3 separate regions of the Mus musculus genome follow, and all the other regions are linked to region 1. A link is a contact called in public promoter capture Hi-C data. All regions are on one chromosome and are shown on one strand. Each heading gives the region's core, a stretch centred on a gene start, on an enhancer-like site or on the middle of the called end of the contact. The rest is flanking DNA. Distances are from core to core; before and after follow the strand shown.

Region 1 (3,451 bases), core at 669-3,168:
ACGCCCCACAAAGAGAGAGTCAAACCGAGACCCTCAGCCTCAGTCAGGGCAGGCTGAGCCAAGGCAGACACTGGGGTAGGCCGGGTTCCAACGACCTTGAGCCACACCAAGAAGCCAGGAAGAGACGCTGATAAGCTGGGCCCAGGGTAACCACAAGGCAGGAAGACCACAAGCCAGCCCATGCCTCCTCCCTCCCGCACCATAGGCCCCTCAGCCCCAACTCTCACCTGTGGTGGAGCTGCTATACAACTCGTTCTCCTCCATGCAGGGACTGCCGCTCTTTTCCTCCAGTCCTGGTGACCCTTTCCTCTGTCCCTGAGGAGGCAGGTCCCGGGTCTTAGCACCAGAACCCACCCCAAGGCTCTCTGACATTCGCTTTCAGTGCACACCCAGCCAGCTGGTTCTGGGTGCACTTCAAACTGGGCTCCCTTAAGGAAGAACTCCCCTAAAAAAGAGTTTTGGTTCTTCTACCACCTGTCCACAGGAAGTATCTAAGTAACATCGCCCTCCCCTGGTGGCCGCCCTCCCCTGGGCCACTTTGTACCCCTCACCGGGAAAGCCAACAGGCAGATGGCCTGTATCCAGTCACTGCGCTCTGCCGAGGGGGCTGCCAGTAGGTACAGGCGCTCCTTGGTCTCCAGGATGAAGGCACTGGTGTCCCGGGGGCTGCTGGCCTCACTGCCTACCTCTGCTACCCGTAAGCAGTCACTGAGGCGGACAACCTTCCGAGTGGCCTCTCCTCGCCGTGTCTTCTCGGGGACATCCTGGAGCTCTAGTCTGGCTAGGGCACAGCCAGACTCTCCATATAACACGGCTGCGAACCGGCGCCACTTCTGAGCCCAGGTATGCCACGTAGAGGCCAAGTGGGAACCATCGGAGATGGAGAGATGGTCATGAAAGGGGAGAAGAGGAACTGTGGGAGAGGTAGAGGGGCTGGGGCAGCCACACAGGATGGGGAGAATGGCAAACATCACAGCCAGTCAGAGAGGCCCGAGAAGACAACAGAGACCATGGAATGACAGAGCTGACCAAGATCCGCAGGCTAGCCAAAGGCCACAGTAAATGTCCAATGGATGCAGAGTCCAGGAAGATGACAGGCCCATCAGCCAGGTAGTGGGAACAAAAGTCACTGAGCCCAGAGATGAACAGTGAGGGGAGAGTAGCCTAGACCAGGGACAAGTCTTCATTTCATAGGAAGGTTCTGGCTCCAAAATTTCCCACCTCCTCTCCTTTTTTGTCTCACTGATTAAGGAGTTGGACCATGAGAGACAAACAAAGAAACAGAGACCTAGACAGGGTGAGGTGGGTGTTGGGGTAAGCACAGCTGGGTAACAGCAGGAGGCAGAAGAGCTTCCCCTTCAAAGAGGCTAGGGAAGGAAGAGGTTGGAACACCCTGGGGCCACAGCTCAGTAGCAGTCAAAGGTGAGAGGGACCTCTGCTGTCATCCCAAACTGACTGGCCCCCAACTCTTCCTTCCGTACCCGCCCAAGGTACCCCCAAATTCAATACTGAGCAAGGGAACAAAAAGAGAGAGAGATAATGTCAGAATCTGCTTCCTCCCCCACAAGCAAGGACAAACAGCCCTCAGCAAAGAGCGATCCAGAGCCTGGTTTAGAAGGCAAGGCACGTTGAGAAGGCAGACATCTTCCCCAAGTAGTGTTCTTGTCTAAACTGGTGGAGCACATGGTCTCATAAGGGTCAGGGATATTAAGACACCCTTCTACCCGGGATAGTAACAGGGCCCTCCCCCAAGCTGCTCCGCCCAGCGAGAGCCCAGCCTTACTCTTACCTTGCCAAAGGTCTGCTGCTGCTGAAGATGCAGGAAGCCCTGCTTCACAGCTGGCTCCTCCATCCTGACCATCGCAGCTTCAGCTCCCCACTGCCATTGCCTCTGCCCTCTCTCTTCTCTCTTCTGGGCCTGTTCCCCCTTCTCTCTAGTTCATTTCCTCTCTGACTAGAGTTTTTCTACACTATTCTAGTCTGCTTGATGACGACAGGCTGATAGGCCCTGTGGTTTCTTGCTCTGTGTGCGCCTTTTTTTTTTTTTAAGTGCACTTCACGAGCAAGCTTCCTTCCTGCATTTCCAGTGAGTAACATGCAATTTCCAAAAAAAGCCAAATTTCACACTTCTGCAGAAGCTGGTGTGAAGGACTGAGCCATAAGAACAAAGAGACCCCAAAATCAAGTTGTTCAAGAAAGTCCGGGGTGAGGGCTCTACATTCAGGCAGGATGCTGAGTGTGTCAGGGCTGGAAAAGCCCTTTGGAATCAATCACCATAACCTACTCATTGAAAAGAGAAAACTGGGGCTGGAGAGGTGGCTCAGCGGTTAAGAGCACTGACTGCTCCTCCAGAGGTCCTGAGTTCAAATCCCAGCAACCACATGGTGGCTCTGTAATGGGGTCTGATGACCTCTTCTGATGTTCCTGAACGGAGCAATGTACACGTACTCATATGCATAAAATAAGTAAATAAATCTTGAAAGAAAGAAAAAAGAAAGAAAGAGAGAAAGAAAGAGAGAAAAAAAGAAAAGAAAAGAAAAGTAAAGAAAAGAAAAGAAAAAAAAAGAAAAGGAGATAGAGATGGTCTGAAGGGCCTATAAGGCTAACACCCAGAACCCAAGTCTCCCAGCTCAAGCAAAGATGAGCCATATACTGGGTAAATTACAGATAGATAAAACATGTGTGTGTGTGTGTGTGTGTGTGCACGCACACACACACAACACGCACCAGTCCCATTGTATGAAAGTATTTCCTGCCTGCCAAAAACACATACAATACACAAGTCTGTGGTGAATCTAGCAATAAGAACAACATACAATACACAAGTCTGTGGTGAATCTAGAAATAAGAACATTCTCTCTAGAAAAAGATTTCCTCCCCAAGTCTAACTCAGCTGTTGGCTTCCTTCCTCACTTGGGTTCAAGTGGGACTTACCTTAAACTGTGGGAACTTCAGAACTTCCAATTCTTCTATGCGTGCCAAGCCTGGTGTAGCACTGGTGGAGACAGAGCGACATGTAGCCCCTGGTGTGAGCCTCCACAAGTGTCAATGGCTGCTGTGAGAGGGAGACTTGTTTGTGTAGTGCATATTTTCACTCTGAGGAATGTCCTCTGTTTCAATGTTAATGACTCCATGCTAATCAGAGACAGCGTGAGTCCAGGAAGCGAAAGTGAGGCCTGGAGGCAAAGGTGAGGTGGCTATGTCTCCAGAAAAATGGTAAATGCTGAGACTTTCAGGACAGCCCTTGAGGCTATGGGAAAGAACTCTAAATACATGAGTTCAGTATATATATATATATAGTTTCTCAACTATGCAAAATATAGGGATGCGATATGAATTACAAGGAATGAATTCATGAATCTAAAGGAATAAAGGCAGCCACACTATGAGTCAGCTTATCAGGCAGATTCCTGAGCTCCAGGTCAGCCTAGGACAGAGGGAGGTTAGGCCC
Region 2 (3,451 bases), core at 432-2,931, 670 kb after region 1:
TTCTTTTTTATTTTTAAAAATTAGGCAAGAGAGATTCAAAGATTCAAGGTGCATAAACCAAGATGACTTCTAGCATCATGAAGCTGGAGGTACACAGACTGATGCTTAAAAGAAACGACTCTGCTTCAGGAGATTTCCCTTTAGCAAAGGGAACTGAGGAAGTGCCCCTTGACCTGTCACTAGCTAAGCTGTAACAAGATGGGGAAGTTAGCTTTTAGGGGTTCCAGCTTTCTGTGGGCCTCTTGGAGGAAGAGGTTGAGGGGAAATGAGTATCTCCTGCTGAGGCTTATTAGAGCTTCGCGGGTGTGTGTGTGTGTGTGTGTGTGTGTGTGTTCTGTTCCCTGCTTCTCCAGCTGTCTGACATTTGTCCACCAATTAACCTCAGTCTGAGAAGCAGGTGGAGGAAGGGGCAGAAGTGGTTTACACTGTACATTAGAAAGCTATCCTTGACATTGACTGACATTAGCTGCTTGTGGCGAAAGCTTGGTCTCCACTGGTGGTCAAGTGTGAAAGCCTTCTCAGAGGGTGTCTAGCTAATTTCATTCATTCATAGCTGATTATCATGCACTTATTTTGCATAACAGACTGGGCTCTGAGCAAGTCCAGCCCCCTACATTAATGCACCTTGGGATCTAAAGAGGGCTGATTAATCTCATACTTCCTTGGAGGCCAATTTATTCATACAAATGCATTGTAAACAGTTAGGAGTTTGAGTGGGGACCATGGACACACAGGCTCTTGGGCCTAATGGTAAAGACATTGACAGCCTTTAAAGAAGCCCTAGGAAGACAGAAAATTTATGACTTTTCATCTGCACGTAAAAACAAAAACAAAAACCCCAGAGCAACAATTAAGGACCAGCTTTTGGGGAAAGAGGACCTTCCACATTAGGCTAATCACAAACAGGAAGTATCCACCGTGAGCTCCCCCCACCCCCATCTGCAGCTGTGACATTCCAGCTCTATGGCTCCTTGGTTTGACGATCCCCATAAAGTTTAAGCTATGTCTATCTTAGAGAGAGGGCAGTGGGGTCACAGCCCTGGAAAGATTCAAACAGTCCAATCACACATTAAATGTGTGTGTGTGTGTGTGTGTGTGTGTGTGTGTGTGTGGTGCAATTCTGATCCTTCCCATGTGAGAATCAACTTTTACATTTTTAAAAAGAATTTCGTCTTTTGAGGCACTGTTAGGTGATGTTATTCCAGTTGTCTGAAAGCAGCTGGATTTTGGTCACAGAACTGTGCCTAGTCTGCCTCAATGAGCAACACAGCTCCGGAGCAGATAAGCGCGGTGTAGAGATGCCCACGGGAGCGAAGGAGGACACTGACTCCACCTCAATGGATAGCTGAGAGAAGAGGGAAGAGGGACTCCTCACGCCAAGGAGGTGAAAGGAAATGCGATGGGAGAAAGGGCAGGCAACAGGGATCAGACGCGGGTCCAAGGCTAAGGGATCCTCCTCGGGAGTCTGGCCGAGAGATGGAGCCTCCGGGAGAGCACCGAGGAGGCTCCCGGAACCGCTTAGGAGCAGGGCTGTCGGGCCGCCCTGGCTCCAGCCGACGCCACCCGGCCTCACTCACCAGCTCATGGTCCTAAACCCACGCCGACTGCCGGGGTCCTCGGTAGAAAAGTAGGTTCTCGAGGATCACTTCCGGATTCGGCCAGTCTCCAGGAAGTGATGAGGGACACGCCCCCTTATGCCCGGAAGAGGCGGGAGGGAGGCGGGCCCACGCGTTAACACTTTGTTCTCTTGTTGTTTGAGGCGGACTTTCTTTGCGGGACGTGGTTGCGCTCCGGCCCTGCTTTTAAGGCTCTGTGCGTAGAACCCATCACGGGCTGCAGTTTCTGTCTGATATGGGGTTTCTAACTCGGAGACACAAGCGGCGACAGGGGAAGGAGCTAGAGGAGACACAGTAGACGGGAAGCTTGCGCTTTGCTCTACACACTTTCGTATTGAAAATGTTGCATGTCTCACCTACATCACCTGGGTCCCCTCCCCCCTCTTCAAGAAGGTTCGGGGTTCGAATGGAAACAGAGTTAAGTGCTTTTCAGGGTGGACTAGTCTGTGAAGCTATTCAATGAGGGAAGATTCAGAAAGCCCGGTGTGATGACAGACAGGTATCTGCAATCCCCGAATTCTGGAGGTTGAGGCAGGGAGAGGTCATGAGTTCGAGGCTAATGTTGACAACATGGCCCATCTGGGCTTCACAATCAATCCAGTCTTAAGAGAAAACAATACACCAAAGCCTAGCAAACAAAACAACAACAACAGGAGTAGAAGGCCTCGGCAATGTTAGGAAAAATCCTAACAAGTTGCTGGACAGGCTGTTAGGGGCCCCTGGAGCTGTGCATGGGGTTTTAGAAGAATAAGATCTAAGCAAACAGCTTGCATTGGGCCTCAGAATTCAGAGCCCCAGTGTACCACAAACTACCTAGAGTTATACGCTGAACCGAGTTTCTCTGCCCAAGTTCCTGCTTTAGAAGCCAGAAACTCAAGCAGAGAGAACCGTTCCAATCCTCTCTCCTGACCTCTCTAGGACTTCGCTTTCTTCAAATGTACCTGGAGGGTTGTAGGCACAGCCAGGGGAGCAGCTAAGTCCCTATGACCTAGAGCAGAGGTATATACAACGTGTCCCAAATTCCCAGGGCCCAGGGGCTCAGAGGAGGAGGAACAAGGGATGGCTTTTAGTTTTAAAAAGGCTTTCCAATAGGAGGTGGCTCCCTCAAGACATGTCACAGACCATCACCATGCTATTTCTTCAGGAAATAAGTAAGCAGGAGCAAAGGAGTGGTCTTGAAGAGAATAGAAGACCCAGAATCCTTGACAAACAGCTGAGGCAGAGAGCATGGGTTGGGAGAGTCTTGCAGCTTTGTATGGGGTGAGATGAATGGAAACACTGTGTGATTGTGAGTCTCTTGGTGTTCCAGCACTTGTGGATGGCTCTGCCCCATTTCCCCCTGCCCCATACTCAGCCTCCCTCAGACATCGTCTGTGGTGAGCAATATTTTCAAAAGTTCTAGCCTAGGACTGTGTATATCGAGAGAAGTCTGTTTGGGGGCTGTTGGTTGGAGTAGCTGACACATTTTGCAGGACAAGAATGGATGAGATCTGGACCAAGGGAAGAACTCAGGGCTCTAGTCCCATCTTTGGCAGCATGATCAATTTCACAAAAATCATGTCCCTTCTCTGGGCCTTGACTCCTCATCTATCAGAAGTGGGGATGGATAATACTGCTGATGAATCCCCTCTCAGTCAATTTCCAAGTGCACTGTTATATTAGTTCTCAACCTCCCTAGAGCTTCAACCCTTTAATATAGTTCCTCACGTTTTGGTGACCCCCAACCATAAAATTATCTTTGTTGCTATTTCAAAACTGTAATTTTGCTACTGTTATGAATTGTAATGTGAATGTCTGATGTGCAGGACCTGTAAACGGGTCATGACCCATCATAG
Region 3 (3,451 bases), core at 543-3,042, 620 kb after region 1:
AAAAAACCCAACTAAACAAAAATATGCCCTATTTGTTGGTGAAGAGACAGAAGATGACATGAGATTGGGAACAGTGGCTTTCCCGAAGCCACTACCAGATTGTGGGCGGCATGTTCATCCTCACGTGTCAAGCCCTCACTCCTTACCACTGAAATTTAGGGGCTGGTAAGGTAGACACACAGGCAAAGTATTTTACTGTAGGTGAAGTCTGTCTGTCATGGTTGGCAGCTTCTCCTCAGGAGGTATGCAAAGCTTCTTGTCTGTTTTCTTTCTCTTCTTGTCTAACTTTCCTTTGCTTTTCTATAGGATGGAGTTTAGAAACCTCTCTGACAGGACTCCGTGCCATTCCCAACGGAAGACCTTTATACCAGCATTGGTGGTTAAGAAGCCACGAGCAAAAAATCTTTCTGTATGACCTCTTGGTGTACCTGGTGACCTTGGGAAGAAGTCCCTCACATTTTGGCTTACTGCTGCTTCTCTGCACTGCCAAGAAAAGCTATTGGTGCTTGCTCCTCTTCAAGGTGAAGGCCAAATCCATCTCTAAGCATCGAAGCAAGGAGCCCTGGATCCCCAAGAGGTTCCTGAGTGCAGTTCCAGCACTCTTCCAGGGCTCTTCCTCCTCATCAGAAATCTCTGGGCTTAGGCAATGTGAATTGACTTATTTATCAGGTGCTCATAGAGCATGTTTAGTATGGGAGTGTGTCAGCATGTTGCAGATGTAAGTTTATGCAATCTTTGTTGGACTTCCGTCTGCCCCATCTGATGGAATCATTCGTCCAAAGGGTTGGTGTTTGGGGTGTCACTGGAAGGATGGCACCGATCTTCATTCCACAATGAACAGTTACTAATGTGGACTTCTAATGTCTTCCTCATACCTGAGACGGCAGCCCTAGGACCAAGAACAACATTGCCTTGGGTACCTTTGTAGTGAGTCACGGCTCTGGAGTACAGCCCCTGAAGGCTGAATGAGGGATGGGGGGAAGGTCAAGAACATTGAGAGGAACAACACATAACTTGCAAGGTCAACTCTAAGATGCTGTGTTCTATCCTGGAGTTTAACCATAGCGAAGTCTCTTAATTTCTGAGCCACAGCTTCCTACTTGGGACCATGATACCCACCTTACCTACCTCATAAGCTTGTTAGGAGGATGAAGTAACATTAAACATTCTCAATGTGTGCTGTGACTGTTAAATGACCTGGGAAGGGTGTGATGCTGGAGGCAAACAGGAGTGGGGAGATGGGAGGCCAGAAGTTAAAGGAAGGTGTGTGTGTGTTCACTGTTAATAGTTGTGAAAATAGCCACATTTCTGGCAAGATTTTGGATAGAGCCACTTCATTAAGATCGTGTACGTTTCATATTTGAGAGTCTGGGTATAGATTTCGGATATGCTTACCCCTTGCTGATGGTGCAGTCAAGAAAAGGACAGGAATAGGGATGGGGGTGGGGTGGGGTGGTCATTGGCTTTAGTCAGAAGACTATCCCCTGGAAATGGACCCCCAGTAGGCACGCTCCTCCTCTAGCCAATGGAGGCCCTGCTTCTTTTGTTGCTGTAGTCTTGGGGGTTAGTAGAGCACAGCAGGGTGTGTAAGTGGTAGTCCCCTTCCTTGTGTTTGTGGGAGTGGGTCCAGTTCCAGTCATTTTGAGACCTGGAACCAATGGTTCGAGCTTACTTTTCTGATGGGACACTTGAGAGAGGACACCACCGAGCTCGGCTTCCGAAGGCATTATCGGATCTGGGAAGGCGCACTTCCGTTCCACAGTTGGAGCGGGATGGCAGGCTGGTGTGGGGGAAGGGAGAGGTCGATGGAGAAGAGGGAGGTACCATATCCGGGAGAGTGGCAGCTTCCGACCAGTGGTCTCTCTTCCGGAGAGGCGTTTCCGGTGGTGGTGGCAGCGGCGGCTGCGGTGGTTCCGGGTGTCTTTGTCCCCCTGGTGTCGTGGCCCTGGCCCGCAGGTGGGTTGGGGGCCTCCTGCTGCGCCCCCGCCTCTCCGTCTCTCTCGGGTGGCGAGGCTGCGGGGTCCGAACGGCGAAGATGCGCCAGTCGCGGAAAGAGCCGAGCCCCTCTGGACTGCAAGCTCCGTCGCCCTGGCAACGGCCTCGGCCCTGGGGGCGGGCGGGAGGAGGAGAAACCTCGCGCCGTGAACCTCCCACGGTGGCTTCTCGGTGGCCCGGCCCGGAAAGCTCTGCGCAGGCGGCTGCGGAGGCCGGAGCCTAGGGTCGGGACCTAGGAGGAGGGAGCGGCGTGCAGGCCGCTTGGCGAGGGCCGGCTGGACAGCTCCCTTCCCACCAGCGGGTCCTAAAGACGCCTGGCGGGCTTCCGGGGAGAGGGCCCGCATCACCAACCCGCTACTCGCACCTTTTATTTTTATTTTTTGCCCCGGCCCTGCGTGGAGTGTTCTGGCGGATGTTTTTGAATGAATGAATGTCACCGGAGCTCTTCCAGCCCCTCACTCCTCCAGCTTCTCTAAGGGGTGCCAGTGACATAGTGAAAGGAGTGCTAAGTTGTTGGGAGACCTGGGTGTGAGTCCCACTCTGTCACTACCTGGTTTTGTGGCCTTGGGCAAGTCTCCGGATCTCAAAGCTCCAGTTTCCTTGTCTGTAAACCAGCATGTCACTAGCACCCACCACTAGGTTATTGTGAGAACAAACTGGAGTAACGTTACTACCAATTTCATCTCCTCTACATCCTCTCCATTCTTCCATTTTAGGACCCACCTCTTCACCTTAAAAGCTTTACTTAAGATTTTCTATCCCCCCTCCCCCTCCCCAATAGATGGAAGTTTTCCATTGGAGCTGCTAACTTCTTTCTGTTTTGATTGAAGGTTTCCCCCCAAGACCTTGAAAGGACAGTATTCCAAATGTCCCAGTTTAAGCGGCAGAGGATCAACCCACTTCCAGGGGGACGCAACTTCTCAGGTGCTTAACTCCTTACTGGTTACACTCAGAACATGCTCGAGACTCAGTTTCAAAAACTATGGCTCTTGGGTGTTTTTCTGAATGTCTGAGTAGCTGATTGGAGCCACCTAGACCTCTGGGTTTATAAGATCCTCTGGCTATCTTCTAGTGCTTCGGGTAGTAGGTGCAATTCCTGGAGATTGCTTCTCTGTCCCCATAGGCGCAGCTTCAACATCTCTTTTGGGCCCTCCCCCTGGTCTACTTACTCCTCCTGTGGCCACAGACCTGTCCCAAAATGCCAGGCACCTTCAGGTATGTTGGGTGCTCTTTCTAGCGAGTTTCCCTTTGGGGCGACCCTAGTATGTTTGGATGCCTGCTGTGTGTTGTTTCTTGTGTTACAATGGTTTTTTGTTTGGTTGGTTGGTTTGGTTTTGTCCTGGTAGTAGGCCAGTGTTGGGGAACGCAGACAACTCTTAGGTTGGGGAATCTTGAATACCTGGCTCCAGAGAGGTCTTGGTGCGGTTTGGATGAAGTCAAGTATTAGCGTCTGTCC

The links. Promoter capture Hi-C pulls out the DNA fragments that hold promoters and counts their contacts.
Region 2: a contact with region 1 is called in a promoter capture Hi-C map of liver, with 5 times the contacts expected there. The contact joins the promoter of Bin3 here to the promoter of Dok2 in region 1. A contact is called at or near these places in 2 of 39 promoter capture datasets (liver and pre-B cells) and 1 of 115 datasets of contacts at active chromatin or transcription factors (memory CD8 T cells).
Region 3: a contact with region 1 is called in a promoter capture Hi-C map of stem cell-derived epiblast-like cells, with 4 times the contacts expected there. The contact joins the promoter of Ccar2 here to the promoter of Dok2 in region 1. A contact is called at or near these places in 2 of 39 promoter capture datasets (pre-B cells and stem cell-derived epiblast-like cells), 2 of 484 Hi-C or Micro-C datasets (the G1E-ER4 cell line and embryonic stem cells) and 1 of 115 datasets of contacts at active chromatin or transcription factors (memory CD8 T cells).

The regions. Positions count from the first base shown.
Region 1 is chr14:70,772,848-70,776,298 of GRCm38.p6, reverse strand. It overlaps Dok2 (docking protein 2), which reads right to left and starts at 1,918. Exons shown (of 5, transcript NM_010071.2): 1 at 1,790-1,918; 2 at 552-833; 3 at 228-315. The coding sequence starts at 1,861.
Region 2 is chr14:70,098,323-70,101,773 of GRCm38.p6, reverse strand. Bin3 (bridging integrator 3) reads right to left here and starts at 1,681. Exons shown (of 9, transcript NM_021328.4): 1 at 1,578-1,681. The coding sequence starts at 1,585.
Region 3 is chr14:70,152,132-70,155,582 of GRCm38.p6, reverse strand. It overlaps Ccar2 (cell cycle activator and apoptosis regulator 2), which reads left to right and starts at 1,792. Exons shown (of 21, transcript NM_146055.3): 1 at 1,792-1,956; 2 at 2,826-2,919; 3 at 3,119-3,210. The coding sequence starts at 2,862. 9930012K11Rik (RIKEN cDNA 9930012K11 gene) reads left to right here. Exons shown (of 7, transcript NM_001112735.1): 7 at 307-1,178. The coding sequence ends at 415.